2 separate regions of the Mus musculus genome follow, and region 2 is linked to region 1. The links are chromatin contacts, called in public HiChIP or PLAC-seq maps. All regions are on one chromosome and are shown on one strand. The core of a region is the stretch at or near the end of the contact, and the rest is flanking DNA. Distances in the headings are between cores, read along the strand shown. Region 1 overlaps Shb (src homology 2 domain-containing transforming protein B). Region 2 has its middle 43 kb from the start of Gm22055.

Region 1 (3,428 bases), core at 474-2,973:
GGATAAAACCCAGCAAGAACAAGTCAATATGGGCCTTGAATATGAAGAGGAGCAACTCCTCTGTTTGTGTCCACAGTGGGAACCGGAGCCCAGCCCCACCTATTCATTTGCTCACACTGTCCACAACCCCTGCTGCGTGACTAGGGCAGAGCTGAGGAGCTACAAGAGAAACCGAGTTGCCATTGCCAAAAGCCTAAAACTCTTCATCCTTATATGCTTCATACAGAAAGCCTGCTGACCCCTGTGCTGTACAAATGAAAAACTTAACACAGGCCAACAACATATTGTCACCCTTGGGGCAACAGACTCATGCCTAAACACCCTACTGGTCTCTCTTGTCTGAGCAATTCCCCAAGGAGGCCCCACATTTCTCTGAAGCTCTTGGCCTGGTAAATTTTCCACCCTCTGCAGTTTTAGATATTAAGTGCCTGAGGCTTTTCCAACGCCATTCAGGTGAAAAAGTGAGTGATCGACCAGAGAATGAACACACAGGCCTTCCAAGAGCAGGCCAAGTGCCGTCCACACAGGAGGACTGGAAACCATAGTGAGAAACGTGGTTTCCTTACGAAGCTGTGGGACTTGACTTCTTGTGTCTCCTTAACTGCAAACAACAGTCGTCGGATGACTGGGCCTTGACCTGACAGTAAGAAACCCTCACTCGCCATGGTTTCTGAGTCTCTCTTACTGCATTCTATGGGAACCTGCTGTCTGGAGATGGCTGAAGCCTTTGGGGAAAGATTTCTGAACAAGACTAACACCTGGCCATTTTACAAATGCAGGCCCAGTGGCTCAGACAGGATGGGACCTGCCAAGGCACCTGGCCCTGGACGTTGAAAGTCCAATTCACCCAAAGCGGCTTCAGTGTTCCAGGTTCTGTTCCAGCTGTTGGGGGGTGGGGGGTGGTCAATGAAAAATAAGTATGTGTGCTCAAGGAGCCGGATTCCCGGTGTCCAGATAACACAGGGAGGTCAACAAAAACAGGGAAGTTTGGCAGGCCTTGACCCCCAGGACACCTCCCTTTGAAGAAAAATGGTTGGTACATTCCTTTCACATCTATATGGACCACATGGGGCAATGCAGGGACTTAACTAATAGGGCAGAGTACAGCATGCCCTGGAGACCATAGAAAGCAGCCAAAACAAAACAAAAACAAACAAAACCACCACTACCAAAGCCCTGAGACAGGAACTGAGCTCTCTCCTCCCTGTGAGACTCAGGGCTCCTCATCTACCAGTGGGGACACACCTGCAGCACACACACAGAGGCTCTGAGACTTCACTAGGCACCTGTCCTGTGCTTCTGTCTGCCTCCTGCTGAGTTTGAGAGGAAAACTGTCCCCTGTCTGCAGAGCAACAACATTCCACAGCATGTTCACAGATGTCACAGCAAGACAGACAGACAGACAGGACTGGAGAAACAGAAGAGATCAAAATGCAGGCTCTTGCTTTGGCAGGTAGCCAAGAAAATCCCCACCCCTTCCTGGGTCAGGCAGGAATACAGCCAGTCAGGCCCTCCCTCTGCGGTAATTCCCCTCCTCCCCCGCCCCACAGCCCCAGAGGGAGTTAAGGAAGAGAGGGTGTGAACTTCGTCTTCCCCGGCCTGACAGTGCGTTTCCGATACAGTGCTAAGCATGGGCTGTGGCCATTGATACAGACAGATGTCGGTCGCATCCAGCACGGAGGGCTAGCATGGATGAGCAAGCCTGGTAGGCTTATATAACAAAGGGCTTGTCACCACTTCCTGTGATCACCAGCATTCCGACACAATGAGACACCCTCAGCCCTGGCTTTGAAGTTCAGCAACTCATTCAGATGGCCCAGCACAAATCTCAGCTGGTCACTGCCTAACTTCCCTACCTTCCCACACCCCTCCTAGGGAGCTTGGGGCGGCACTGTTGTTGACAGTGCTTTTCAGTCTTGTTGAAACTTCATTTTCTAATTTGCTTTTGTGATTAAATAATCTGCCTTTGTTCTTGAAACTGTAAAATAATCCAACCTTCCTGTGACAGCCACTGTTAACAATTCAGGTCTATTTCCTCCCTGCCCCTTTTCTGCAAGTGGGGGGTGGGGTGTGTTGGGGGGAAGTGTGGGGAATGCACACACAGGCTTTTCCTATCGCAGGCATTTCACCCACAGCTTCTCCCTCTGCAGCCCCACAGTAGTCGCTGAACTCCACGCCTGTCGGCTGCTCCTTCTCACTACAGGCCTGCATCTCACATCAGCCATTTCCCGTGGTTTTTTCCAGTGCTTTAAAGTAACTAAATCACCGTAACACTCTTCATTCTATTCTTGAATAAATTCCTCAGACTCCTGAGGCGCCTCCCAACTGTGTCACCATGTTCCTTCACTGTTTCTGGTCACTCTTTTTGACCTGAAACAAGCCAACAGCTAACTCTGTTTCCGACAGGTCTTGCCTAGAACTCAATGGCCTCGTACACCAGCACACCCTGCTGTGCCTGCTGGAGAGGGAACCCAGGGATTTAGACTATGTGTATACATTGTTCATGTGTGTACAGGAATGTGGGTGAAGGCCAAAGGTCAATTCTTGGTGTCTTCTCCCACTGCTGCCTACCTTGCTTTTGAGACAGGATCTTGTCAGGTAAACTAGGCTGGCTGGCCAGGGAGCCCCAGGGGTGTGCCCATCTCTGCCTCCCTAGTGCTGGGATTACAAGAACACAGGACTACACCACACAGTTTCTGGGATCAAATCCAGTACTGTCCTGCAGGAGCATTTTAAAATCAAGTCCATGCCGCTCGACAATTTACAACACAGACCGCTATAGTATAACCTCTAGGTCAAACTCATTATTTTGAGTCTACCCACATATGCCAGTCAAGGTTTGAACATCTCTGGACCGAGGCTGGTAAATGCCAGAAGCCCTTACAGAACGGTGGTCTTTCATTAAAGAACAGGTAATGTCACACCACAGTAACAGAGGAAGACTAAGGATGACAATCTTACTGGGGATAGGGGGGCTGACCAACTTCTAGACTGAATTCCAGGTTTCTAGCCATGCCCCATTCACACAAGCCTTTGAAATTCAAATCTATAACTCTTTACAGGACAGCAGGGCTCTCTACCAAGGAAGCGCTGATTCCTATTTGAATTCGAGGAGTCTGGGGAAGACACAAGAATGTATGAACCTGGTGTTCTCTTTCGGTATCTTTTTACCACAAAGTATAAAATAACTAAAAAGGAGAGACATCGTACCGCTGAAATTTGCCTTCATGGTACCAAAAGCTGGAGCACCAACGGAACCTCAACTTGCTGAACTTTAAAGCAATCCCGAGGAAACCGGGAGGGAGGGTGGGGGGTGCTGGAGTGGGGGAAGAGATGCAAAGGACAGTACTCACGGACAACAAACTGACCCCCAAACTACTTCATCAGCAGCCCATGGAGAGCCAACAATGTCAGCAGTTTCCGCTGCC
Region 2 (3,095 bases), core at 584-3,083, 78 kb after region 1:
TTAATTACAGGAGGAAACTAGGTTCAAGATCCCACGTCCTAGGGCAACCAAGGAGTTCGCCAGCTGAACAGCTTCTGTTATCTTCTGTTCCAGAACATAATGACTGTTCCTAACTGCAAAAGAACAAATGGATTTGATTGGTAGAACTGTAGTACCTACATTCTAGGTCAATTGACATAGATTAGCCACATAAAGAAAACCCTTACTCCTAAATACCGATTGATGAAAAAAATGTAACAATAACTTGGTACAGATGTATGTGATTTGTAAGCTTAAATAGTCTGTGATATTCTGGTTCAGGGGTCACATTTATTATGAAATATAATGCGGCGAGAGATGTGTTAGTACCTGGTGGGCCCATGCCAAGGTGTCCGTCCTCCTGGTAAAACCCATCATACAACAGACCTGGTATAAAGGAGGTTCATTTGGGGGAAGGGAAGAGAGTGGGGACCTGGAGAAGGGGTAGAGGCAGACAGACAGGAGCAGAGCCATGACGTTGAAGCTGGAACAGAGAAGGACAGAAAGGGGAAGAGAGAGACTGGTGGGAACAAAGAGAAATGGGTTGGCAAGCAGTCCTTTAATATCAGCACTTGGCGGCCCAGGTTTTGGCGGCAGATGATGATGTAAGCCGTTGCTAGGACCCACGGGGAAGCCTAGTGGAATTGCATGTAAACCAACAGTAGTCAGCCCCCAAATCTGTTCTGCGACACTGATCAATCAGTAGTGGCTTGATTACAATAAATTTTTGTCATCTGCATTGAACTGGTGTGTGAATTGATTTCTAAGCTGGATCAAGCAGACCCCATAACAGTCTTTTTCTCACCCAGTGGGATTAGCAAAACACATTAAGATCGGATATCATTAATTTAATATTATATTTGCATAAATTATGAATGTGCACATATATAGATGCATGTGGTTATTATATTTTACCTATAAAGGTAATAATTAACTTTAAATAGCCAGCTGTGCGGAGTGGATTTCATATTTGGGATCCCAGTCTACCATCAGGCTATGTTACTCACTTTTCATTGCTACAACCAAAACATCTGAAGACATAGTAGAGGCAGGGTTATGTTGGCTATTGATGATAGAAGGTTCAGCCCACAGCTGCTTAGCCTCTTGTGCCTGCGAGGGACATCATGCTGGCAGATTAAAGTCTTTGATTCCTGCTGGTTATGAAGCAGAGGTTACAAAGGGAAGGATCCCGGAATTCCTCCAGAGAGGTCTTACCTCTTCAAGTTTCAACAGTATCCTGAAGTAAAGCTACAAGCCTGGAAAGAAGTGGTTAAATATTTCCCACTAGCCTTATGGCAGCTTGTTAGATGGTGTTGTAGGTGATGGGAGCCTTATTTTTGTGTTTTGAATATTTTCTTTCCCTCTGACATCATACTTGTGCATGCATAGAGAGGGAGAAAAGGGGGGCGCAATTGTCCCTTTTCCTTACAGGAAAGCAAAACTTGCGACTAGCAAGAACTTGTCTTTGTGTTGTTCTCCCTGCACTTAGGATGGGTGTTCTCAGCAGGTACACAATCGATAATTGTTGAATGAATAAATAAACACAAAGCGGCCGGGGTCTTGCCAGAAACCAAAGGGTAAGAGACTCCCCGCGGTAAGTTTGGCTGACAAGCAGCAGCAGGAGCCGCGCCCGATCCCTCGCTTCAAATGGCTTTCTTATTCTGCAAAGTGCTCCCCTGCTGCTCCCAGCCCTTCCCAGGAGCACCTGACGGAGGTTAATTATTCTTTGGGGAAAGTGGCGGAGCTGAGTGAGGAACTGTGGGAAGGTCTGGGGGCAGCAGTGAAGCGCTGGGGCTGAGCACTGAGGTAAGTGCAGACCCACAGACCCAGGGTGGAGAGAGGCCTCGAAGGAGAAAGGCCCGGGGACGAGAAGGCACACAGCGTGGACAGTGGCAGAGCTGAACCCTGAAGCAGAGACTTCTGTCATCTGTGGATCCCCCCCCCCCACCAGTTCCTAGTTCCCAGCCTCCCTTGGGCTCTTCCTGCCTCATTGTCCATCATCCAAGGGAGTGAAAATGAAGTGGGAGGGGCTGCCAAGAGGCGGGGTGGACGATGTTCCAGGAACTTCCCTTTTGGGGGGCTCCAGCAAGAGACCATATCAATGAGGTTCCCATTTCTGGGGATGACCCTTTATCACTTGACTGTTTGAGGGAGGGTTTGAATAGGGTGAGCAGGGCTGGTTGGTGTGGCTGGGCTGGGGTGGGCTGTACTTCTCTGAGATTTAGCTACACTCCTCCCATCCTAGGAATTCCCAGCCATTCTGCCTCCAACAATGGGGCTGGAAGGGCCCTCTTCACGCTCCAGTTGGGGAAGCCCAGTCTCGAGTTGGGCGGAGTTGGGCGAGTTGGGCGGAGTCCAGGGATTACTCTCAGCTGGGGAAGATTTTGTGGTTTCCCTGACAGGGGCTGGCATCTTATCCTCCTCATTTTGTTGTAGCGCATAGGGATGAAGTGGTGGAGAGACATCTCCCAGATCCCAGACACAATCTTCGCATTGATCTTGGAGCTATGTGTGGTTTGTCCAATGTGTCCCGTAAAAGAGACCCCTCTCTGTCCACACCCTCTCACTCAAGCTCAGGGAAGGGAGCTCAGCCCAGCCTCCACATCACAACTACTGGTCAGGCTGTCTGAGAGAAGTCCTGAGGTGGCAGGTGAAGGTGGGGTGGGAGTGGAGGCTTGAGAGAGATAGTGTGACGTTGGAGGAAGAGATTCATTCCATTGGCCTGCATTCCTGGAACTGGGGTGGACAATATTGAGTGGTCTTTAAGGGTTTCACTAAATTCTCAGGAATGGGAAACAGAATTTCCTGACTGGAAACAGAAGCTCTGGAAGACAGGGTAGGCCAACAGTTGGTGCTCTTCTTGCCCACGTGCTTTTCCTGTGTTTGGGCCCCTTCCTAGATGTCATCTACCACAGCTAATCTTCACTGTCATCTTGACTGGATTTTAAACTCTTTAGAAGACACACCTAGGGCCATGTCTTCAAGATTTAAAAGAGGACACAGGATTCCTTAGGGCAGAGGCAAAACATGGGACACACTTGGTTCACATGGTCACTGATGGTTAAGATGTTACCATG

The links. HiChIP or PLAC-seq counts read pairs in DNA pulled down with a chosen protein or histone mark.
Region 2: a contact with region 1 is called in an H3K27ac HiChIP or PLAC-seq map of epiblast stem cells. The contact joins two enhancer-like sites. A contact is called at or near these places in 8 of 39 promoter capture datasets (the 3T3-L1 cell line, embryonic stem cells, epiblast stem cells and 3 more), 2 of 484 Hi-C or Micro-C datasets (germline stem cells and myocytes) and 6 of 115 datasets of contacts at active chromatin or transcription factors (the SCID.adh cell line, embryonic stem cells, epiblast stem cells and 1 more).

The regions. Positions count from the first base shown.
Region 1 is chr4:45,512,433-45,515,860 of GRCm38.p6, forward strand. The region is part of intron 1 of Shb (src homology 2 domain-containing transforming protein B); the gene reads right to left. Among named protein-coding and RNA genes, the nearest start is that of Shb, 17 kb to the right of the region's middle. Within about 2 kb of position 1,724, at least 220 of the 459 cell types and tissues checked have an H3K27ac peak or open chromatin away from gene starts, as enhancers often do. A contact at or near this core is called in embryonic stem cells, epiblast stem cells, extraembryonic endoderm stem cells and 2 more, where this site is marked.
Region 2 is chr4:45,589,843-45,592,937 of GRCm38.p6, forward strand. No RefSeq gene overlaps it. Among named protein-coding and RNA genes, the nearest start is that of Gm22055, 43 kb to the left of the region's middle. Within about 2 kb of position 1,834, at least 40 of the 459 cell types and tissues checked have an H3K27ac peak or open chromatin away from gene starts, as enhancers often do. A contact at or near this core is called in embryonic stem cells, epiblast stem cells, extraembryonic endoderm stem cells and 2 more, where this site is marked.